Regions from separate parts of the Mus musculus genome. Here all the other regions are linked to region 3. The links are chromatin contacts, called in public Hi-C and HiChIP or PLAC-seq maps. All regions are on one chromosome and are shown on one strand. Each heading gives the region's core, a stretch centred on a gene start, on an enhancer-like site or on the middle of the called end of the contact. The rest is flanking DNA. Distances are from core to core; before and after follow the strand shown.

Evidence for each region. Hi-C and Micro-C count contacts between places; a contact is called where the count stands out from the background. HiChIP or PLAC-seq counts read pairs in DNA pulled down with a chosen protein or histone mark.
Region 1: a Hi-C map of group 2 innate lymphoid cells shows a contact between it and region 3, with 2.2 times the contacts expected there. The contact joins the promoter of Cxcr1 here to the enhancer-like site in region 3. A contact is called at or near these places in 3 of 39 promoter capture datasets (the HPC-7 cell line, embryonic stem cells and hippocampal neurons), 30 of 484 Hi-C or Micro-C datasets (B cells, the BV-2 cell line, the Ba/F3 cell line and 16 more), 1 of 115 datasets of contacts at active chromatin or transcription factors (bone marrow-derived macrophages) and 5 of 9 other capture datasets (adipose tissue, embryonic stem cells, liver and 2 more).
Region 2: a contact with region 3 is called in an H3K4me3 HiChIP or PLAC-seq map of bone marrow-derived macrophages, with 2.5 times the contacts expected there. The contact joins the promoter of Arpc2 here to the enhancer-like site in region 3. A contact is called at or near these places in 4 of 115 datasets of contacts at active chromatin or transcription factors (bone marrow-derived macrophages, embryonic limb bud, embryonic stem cells and 1 more) and 2 of 9 other capture datasets (adipose tissue and liver).

What each region holds. Positions count from the first base shown.
Region 1 is chr1:74,193,133-74,195,965 of GRCm38.p6, reverse strand. Cxcr1 (chemokine (C-X-C motif) receptor 1) reads left to right here and starts at 1,335. Exons shown (of 2, transcript NM_178241.4): 1 at 1,335-1,374.
Region 2 is chr1:74,235,142-74,237,841 of GRCm38.p6, reverse strand. Arpc2 (actin related protein 2/3 complex, subunit 2) reads right to left here and starts at 1,325. Exons shown (of 10, transcript NM_029711.2): 1 at 943-1,325. The coding sequence starts at 1,016.
Region 3 is chr1:74,006,917-74,009,905 of GRCm38.p6, reverse strand. The region is part of intron 4 of Tns1 (tensin 1); the gene reads left to right. Among named protein-coding and RNA genes, the nearest start is that of Gm39664, 23 kb to the left of the region's middle. Within about 2 kb of position 1,250, at least 129 of the 459 cell types and tissues checked have an H3K27ac peak or open chromatin away from gene starts, as enhancers often do. A contact at or near this core is called in the HL-1 cell line, the HPC-7 cell line, adipose tissue and 6 more, where this site is marked.

The DNA of each region.
Region 1 (2,833 bases), core at 86-2,585, 190 kb before region 3:
CATCTGGTTGCTGGGAATTGAACTGGGAATTGGAAGAACAGTCAGTGCTCTTAACTGCCGAGCCATCTCTCCAGCCCACAGTCTGTGCTCTTAACCCAGTCAGCCATTTTTCCATCCCTACCAAGTTTTCTTATACAGACCAGGGCCACCTGCTTGGGGATGGTGCCTCCCACAGTGGGCTGGGCCCTCCTACATCAATTAGAGATCAAGACAATCTTCCACAGATATGCCCACAGGCCTGTCTGATCTGAGAAATCCCTCAATTGGGATTCCCTTCTCAGATGACTCTAGGTTGTGTTTAGTTGATAGTTCAAACTAACCAGTCCACTGAACCCTAGGAATAAAGTCAGGGGTCAGCTGTGAGTTGCTCAGGGACTTCTCAGGCAGCTTCCTAAAGAAGCTGTCCTTCAGTACCAAATGGGGAGCAGTAATGGCATCACCCCCAGATGGTCTTTCACTGTTTTCCCAGCCCTCATGATCTTCTGATAGACTTCAGGGAAGGAGTGGCCATGCCCCAAACCTCAGCTCTACTGTAACCAAGCAATAATTGGAAGTAAAAGAGAGTGTAAAGGAAAGGTTTTCCTTCCAAAATCTCTACCACATGACCCTAAAGATGCCTATAAATATAAGTGAAAATGGCGTGCTTATAGCTGGGCATAGTGGTGTATACTTGTAATGCCAATATTTGGGAGAGAGATGAAGGTTTATGGACTTAAGGTCAGCATGGGCTATGAGAGACTCTGTCTCAAAACAAAACAAAACAAAACAAAACAAAACAGCAAGCATTGGGGTTGCAGGTGTAGCTCAGCGGTAGGATACTTGTCCCAGCATGCACTGGGTCCTGGGTTCTATTCCAGCACCAACATAAATGTCTGCGTGCTGTCCAAACACAGCTTAAGTGTAGACCCTACCACCAGCTTTCCGCTAAGTTCTCCTTTAGACTCCCTAAGTCTTTCCCACCGTGGACTTCTGAAACTTCTGTTATAGGAAGTCTGTACTGCCCCCTTTCTTATTCCCCTTGGGAAGTTAGAAACTTCTCAAGGTAATCTATTAGGAAACTTAGGGGTGGCACGTGCAGGTAAATTCAAGAAACTGAAGATGGTAGAAGTGATCATCTATGGAGGGAAGGAGTTAGAGAGAACACCCTTAACTGCAGGGTCACCCTGCTAAGCCTACGGAACTCAGAATCTCTGATACTGCCGGGCCCCATGACTTCATCTGTACCCAAATGCAGATGTGGGCGGGGCTCTAGGGGGAGGTGTGGTTTCTCCCTCTTTCTTTTATTCATCCAGTCCCTTCGGTTGTTTGATCATTCTGTTTCCTGAGCTGCAGGCTCCTCCCGCACACAAGGAACGGACCCAGCTGGTGCCTCAGGTAGGACGCCTGTGTCAGCTGTGTGTCAGTCCACATGTTGGGGTAGGAAGGCTTGGTCCAACTTTATTTTAGAAAACACACTGGTTTCTGTGGGACTAAGGGATTTCTGATAAATGGTTTCTTGTCCCCTCACTGTGTCTAGGTACGCAACTCTGACTTCCTAGGTGCTTACGGTCACAGCCCCCCTCCCCTCAGCCATTGCTTTTTATTGCTTTCCTGTTATGTGGCTGCAGTGAACAGTTTCCTGGCTCAGTGTTGATTGCTTCTCTCTAACCTTCATCTTCTGTGAAGATGCAAACTCTGGCACTGAGAGAGCATCCCAAGGGGTAGGGATGTGGTTGCCCTTGCCATAGAATCCAAGGCCTGGAAGCTGGGAGAGCTCCCTATCTTCCCACAATCTGCAGTTGATAAGTGGAAATCTTTGGGGATTAAAGGCCCCAGGTAAGGTAGCCATTGAGAGTGGGCATTAGGTAACTGTATCCTCATCTTAAACTCAGTTAACTTCTAAATACTTCCAGATTACAGAGCCCTGGTGTTGGGTAGAGGTGCACACGTGTTCTCATGTCTCAAGTGTGTGTGTGTGTGTGTGTGTGTGTGTGTGTGTGTGTGTGCAAGTGTGCAGGACTATATACAGAGGCCAGAGGCTAGAGGACAATTTTAAGGAGCTGGTTTCCTTCTTCCATCATAGATTCTGGGAGCAAACTCAAGGTGTCAGGCTTGTGTGACAAGCTCTGCCGAGGTATCTCACCAACCCTTGACATGCATTTAAAATTTTTCTATTTCACGCTTAATGTGTGTGTGAGCTTAGGTGTGGAGGCCAGAGAATAACCTACATGAGGTAGTTCTTTCCTTCTACCATGTGGGCTCTGGGGATCAAGTTCAGGTTTTCGGCTTGGCAGCACGCAGGCACCTCACTGAATCATTGCTTTGGCCTCTTCTGTGTGCTTTTGACGCGATGTTTACAACTGTGAAAGCTGGAGACAATCTCATCAGAAGACAAGGCGCAGAGTACAGTGTAATGTAATCTGAAGTTATCACCTCTTTCTCCAGGTAGGTTTTAAGAAAGGCAAACAAGGGGCTGGGGAGATAGCTCAGTGGTTAGGAGCATGGAGTGCTCCTGAGGATTTGGTTCCTAGGACCCACTTTGGGCAGCTCGCTACTCCTGGTAGCTCCAGTTCCAAGGGATCAGATGCCTTCTTCTGACCTCTACATATAGACACACAGACAAGTTCATATGCACTTATACATAAATAAAAGCAATGAAAAATAATATGTCTTTACAAAAATTGCAAACAATAATGAGGGGGCATATATAAGACATAAGGTTGGAGGGGACGCCCAGATACACCTTGCCTCCTTCCGTTTGCTGTGTGCTGGCTCTTCCCTGAGTGTAAGAACAACCTGGTGACTGTATCTGAACCCAGGGGCGTGGCTGAGGACAAAGATGGTTAAGAGGAGA
Region 2 (2,700 bases), core at 76-2,575, 230 kb before region 3:
AAGGAATGGCCACAGGCCACCATAAATTAGAACCTAAAACCCAATTCCTCTGCTCAGGTTTTAAATATATTAGAGAGGCAACGCGGCTTTAAGGGAGGAGTTTGCTTTTTTGTGTATGACAGAGAGGGCTGGAAATACGTCCCATATATTAAGATGCTGATGTTATAAATGGTTATCTTAAGAACTTTATAGATTCTGGGAGCAGAAGCAGCTATTAACCCAGTCGGCATTACTACAGAAGAAATCAAAGACCGGGGTCTTTGATAAGAATTTAAGACACACAACCAATAAGTAAATAGAGCAAGCTTGTCTCGAGAGCTAAAGAGAGTGTGGATGGAGAACCGTTGGCTTTGCCTAAAGGATATATAACAAAATGGCTAGTTTCACAGTAGGTTAGAGATTTTTTTTACCCCCCTAGCAGCCTGGGTCTGCTTTCAGTCTTGCCTCCTGCTTTTCCTGGGGTCTCGAGAGATGGGGGTGGGGAAGCAGAATGCTGGTGGCGATCTGGGCCTACACGTTCTTCCCACCTCGCCCTGGGAATTCCTGAAAACTCCATTCAATCCAGCTTCCCCAAAAGGGTCTCTCTGGGTTCGGTACAATGACGGAAAAGACAGAGGGAAGTGCACCCCTCTCTTCCCCCCTGAGGACCGTAGGCTCTCGGGCGTGACTTCTGGCCTCGGCTGCCCTCACGTCCTACAGGTCTCCTGTTCTCTGGCACGCCTTGCCCCTGTCCTCTCGCTGCTTCCGCATCCCTATCTCAGCCTCTCCCCACGCATCTCAGGCCCTCGGCTCACCGCGCCCCGTGGCTTCCCACGTCCATCCTGCCAGGGAAACCCTGAAGCCGCGCCAGGTTCCCGATTTGTCCCCCTCTAGGGCTGGGGAGCTGGACGCCACCCGGGATTTAGCTGGGGTCAACTCGGCCTCCTCCCGGCGTGCGCTTACCCGGCGGCCGCGTTCTCGAACTTGAGCGCGAGCGTCTCCTCGATGATGCGGTTGTTCACCTCCAGCAGGATCATGGCGGCGGCTGCCCCGGGCAGGGGAAGGAGAAACAAGGGCGGTGAGGGTGGGCAATCGAGGGTAGGACGGAGGGAGCGGCCCCGCTGCCCCTGACGAGGGGGGCTGGGTGCGGTAGGTGAGGGGAGAAGGGGACGGGGAGCGGGGTGGGGAGAGGCGGACACACGCGCTGGCCCGGCACGCGCTGCCTGTAGCAGGCAGCCACCACCCGACCGACCTGGCCCCCGAAGCTTCAACCCGCCTGCCGAGCCGCCGCCGCCTCCGCCGCCGCCTTACTTGACGATCCCGGTCCCCGCCCAGCCCCCGGCTCCAGCCGGCCACTTCCGCTCTCACACCCACTTCCGCTCGCCGCCCGCACGCGCGGCCCCGCGGCGCCATTTCCGCTTCGACCTCGCGCGTGCACTCGCCCGCAAGCGCGTCCCGGTGAGGAGGCAGGCAGAGGGCATGCGTGCGCATGCGCCACACGCCGCCCCGCTCCTCCTGACCAGGAGAGTCCTACGCTCACCTGTCATTCCCCGTTGTCCGTACAATCCACCTGCCCCTTTCGCGAATATTCCAGAAGCCTGATTCCACCCTTCCGATATTATTTCAGAAGCCCCCTTAAGAAGCTTGTTTGGGGTGGGGGGGATCCCTTGCTTCCAACTTGTGGGTGCTTTTTGCTCATTCCGTGCTTAGGGCTACCCTGCAGCACCGTTGTGCCTATTCTTCGCCAGCGACTGTTTAGTGGCCATCTCTCCTTCCCAGGGATACAGTGATTAATGCAATAGATGAGGACTTGACCTTCTAAAGCTTATGGTCTGCTAAAAGAAACGCAATAAAAGCCCGGCGTGGTGGCGCACGCCTTTAATCCCAGCACTCAGGAGGCAGAGGCAAGCCTGGTCTACAAAGTGAGTTCCAGGACAGCCAGGGCTATACAGAGAAACCCTGTCTCGAAAAACCAAAACCAAAAAAAAAAAAAAAACAAAAACAAAAAACCAACAACAACAAAAACGCAATAAATTCCACGTTGTTATTGGGCAATAAAGGAAAGGAATCCAGATGGGCCTTAGGGATTCCTGTCATACCTTTATTTCTTTGCTTAAGTGCCGCCACCGCCACCTGTCCTTTCAGCTTGGGTACCATGTTTCCACTTTTTTCTCTTCCAGGAACAATTTTAATTAAGCCTCTTCTCCATGCAATAAAAAAAAAAATTTTGTTTGATATTGATCAGAGGACACCTTTTGGTAGTCAGTTCCCTTCTCTCTCCAACACATGGATCCTGAGAATTGAACTCAGGTCATCGGGCTTAACAACAGGCACAACTTGCTGAGCCACGCCCTGGCCCTGTTTGTCCAGATTTTTGAAAGAGGGACTTGCTCTGTAGCTCTGGCTAGCCTTGAACATGTATTGGTGTCTCCAAGTTCTGGGATTCTCAGTTCACACCAATATGCCTTTCTTACTTCATTTCAGTTGTCTCTAAAAAAATCTTTTTTGCTGCTTGTGGTGAGGCATACTTTTAATCCTAGCACTCGGGAGGTGGAGACAGGCAGATTTCTGTGTGTTCCAGGCCAGTCTGTTCTACACAGCAAGTTCCAAGCAAGCCAGAACTGCATGGTGAGACCTTGTCTCTTGTCTCAAAGCAAATGAACAAATATGGAATTCTAAGATTTATTATTATAGGGAGAGTACATGTGCATCGTGGTTGTT
Region 3 (2,989 bases), core at 1-2,500:
ACTGATAACTGATGTCTGCTGCTGGAACCCCTCACTAGTCACTAACACCCATTAGGTGTGGGGTGCCAGCGAATGTTCCTTGGGTTTCCTCAGGCCCGCTCACATCCTGTCTTTTCTCAGGGCAGGCAAGTGTCATGGTCCCCAGAGGTCAGAGGTCAAAGCTTCTTTTTGACCACCAGTGGGAGAGGATCCTGCCTGCTTTAGCAGCCTGGTGTTTGGGGCAGAGCTGTGCCCAGGAGGTATAAGTCTGGCCTGGGATGGCTGACCAGGGCACACAGGGTTGCCAGATCAGAAGGCAAGGCAGAGGGAAACCATACCATAGAATGCATCTGTGCCCAACTCTAGACTCTCACCAGGGGGGGCCCTGGGTTTCAGGAGAATAAATGAACTCACTTGTGCTACGCCTTGGAAAGTCTGTTCTCTGTGGCCAGGCTGATTTAGAGGAAGGAGTAGGGGGAGCTCTAGAAGATGGTAGATCACACACCTTGGTACAAATTGCAGAAGCAAGCAAGCAAATATGGTATAAAAGTCAGACAGCCTGCTCTCGCTGGGGGAGAGTAGACCCTGTGATCTTGTGTATAACCTTGGTCTGGACACCTACTTGGTGGCCCTGACTGGCAAGATGGGGATGGGAATGTACTCTGCTGGAGAGGAAAGGGCCAGCTATTGACTCTGGCACTAGAGAGGGAGGGGCCGGGCTTAGAGGAGTTCACAGTCTGGGTGGAGAACAGGACCTTGAGAGCTAAGTACTAAGGGCCATTATGGGTCCTTGAGCAGGCAATTGACCCATGGCAGGGTTTTAGAGTGGGAATCTGCTGCCAGCTGGGGGTGGCTTGACAGGAAGGGGAAGGCAGGTGGAAGGGACTAGGGTAGACATCCAGTAGGGTCTTAGGGTTTCTGGGCCAGATTAGTTCAAGGATGCGGAGGAGGCAAAGCCTTATGGTAGACCTGGTCCTCTGTGGGAGGAGAGCTGTGATCAGAGGGAATACTCAGTATTCTAGCCTGGTCCTGATATGGGGCTGGAGAGGAGGTCCTGGGTGTCCCAGCCTCAGCCCGTGGTGTAGTGCTGGGCCCCTTAGGGTTGGCTTGGAGGAGGGGCTGAGACAGGAAGGGACTTGCTTGGCGCTCCTCTCGGGGGTGTGTGGAAGTCAGCATAGCTTTCCACTTAATCACCAGAGCCTGTTCTTTTCCCCTTGATGGCTGAGTGTGTCTATGAGAGGCAGTGACCTTGGCAGCAATCTACCCTGAACATTTAGGTCAGCGTCCCTGCCACCTGGGCCTCCTGCCTGCCCAGGATCCTGCTTCAGTCCCAGCTGTTCCCGTGCCCATTTTGTTGCCTCTTGTTGCTTTGGGGTGGAGCATAGCAGGGACACAGCTTTGGAGGGCTGACCTGGGCTCACATAGAAGCAAGCACCCTCCGGGAAATTGCCAGAAGAGGAGCCAAATGTTCCTTCTCCAGCCCCTGAGACCTTGACGTAGAATGAAGGCTCAGGAAGCCTGGGCAGGCAGCTGACCCAAAGCAAGCTTTTAAGGTGAGAGTCTCTGGCTTCCTCTGTCACTGCTGCTGCCTATAGGTTGCTGTTGTCATTATCTCTATTGAGAGGATGCCCTCATGGGGATGTTATGAGGCCATGCCTCCAGTATGCAGCCTATTGTCATATTCTGCTAAATGTCCCCAAATGCTATGCCTTGTCCCCCTGCCTCTCAGCACCCAACCCCATATCTACTTATGGTTCTATTTTGGGGAAAAAGTGAGCCCAGAATAGCCTTCCCTGTGTCTTGGGTCTGAGCAATTCCAGTTCCTTCTGGTTGGCCCCTCTGCCTCCCAGGCCCTTCCCCCTCCAAGATAGGTAGTGCTGGGTGACCTCACAGATCATCAATGTGGTGGTAGATGTGATGCCACGGGGTCTTTTTGGCTCCAAACTGCCCAGATTACAGACTTCCCTTGGGACAAGAGCAGAGAGATCTGGCAAGCTAGAGCTGAGGGTTTGAAGTGTTCTGGACAGAATGTTCCTCTGGAGGCTGAGTCTGCACTCTGCACCCTCCCTCTTGCCCCCGAGCCCTGGGCTCAGGCTGGGGCATCCCCAAGCCCCGGCATTTCCTTCCTCTGAACAGCAGCCCACAGATACATTTTTCTCCTCCCCCCAGCCTAGCCTCCCAGCAGGCCACCAATGAATTTCTACTACATGGTCCCCAGGCAGGTGGGCCAGCCTCCCAATCTTCCAGGACATGCTCTTCTTGGCTCAGTCAGCAGCGAGAGGTAGCACGTGCACAGAGAGGGAAAGGCATGCGTGTCTGTTTTGGGGGAAACATTGAAGAAAGGATATGCAGCTTCCTTACCCACCCTGTGGTTCACAGCAAATTCAGGAAGTTCTCTGCTGTCTGATAGTAGCCTCTCCCACTGCAGTCCATTCCCCAGTTTTCCCAGGGAAGTACAGGAAAGATGTCTGTTCCTACTGGTGACCTGGGTAAGGGTCTGCTGTCGCCAGCCTTTGGGGCTCCAAAAGTGTGTTGAATGGAGCTAAGAAGAAGGCTCAGTAGGAAACGTGCTTGCTGTGCAAGCACAGAGACCTGAGTTCAATCCCAGCACCGTGTAAAACCAGGCCCAGTGATGCTTACCCGAATTCCCAGCAGTGTGTGGTAACAGGAAGAGCCCTGGGTCTTGCTGGCCAGCCAGGGTAGCCAAATCAGTAAGCCTTATGTTCATTGAGACCCATTGCAAAATAAGGTGGAGGGTGACAGAGGAAGATACATGATGTTGATCTGTGGTCTCCACATCTGTGCATTCAGGTGCATGCACACACGCACATGCACACACGCACATGCACACATGCGCACACATGCGCACACATGCACAGAGAGAGCAGAGGGAGGGGAATGTTGGGGGGAATGAGCAAGAGGCTGAGAGAGGCTGTGAGCCTATAAGGGGCAGAGTTTAAATGCCCGTTCTCTACCTGTGACCACTGCAGTCTTTCACCATTCACTTGTC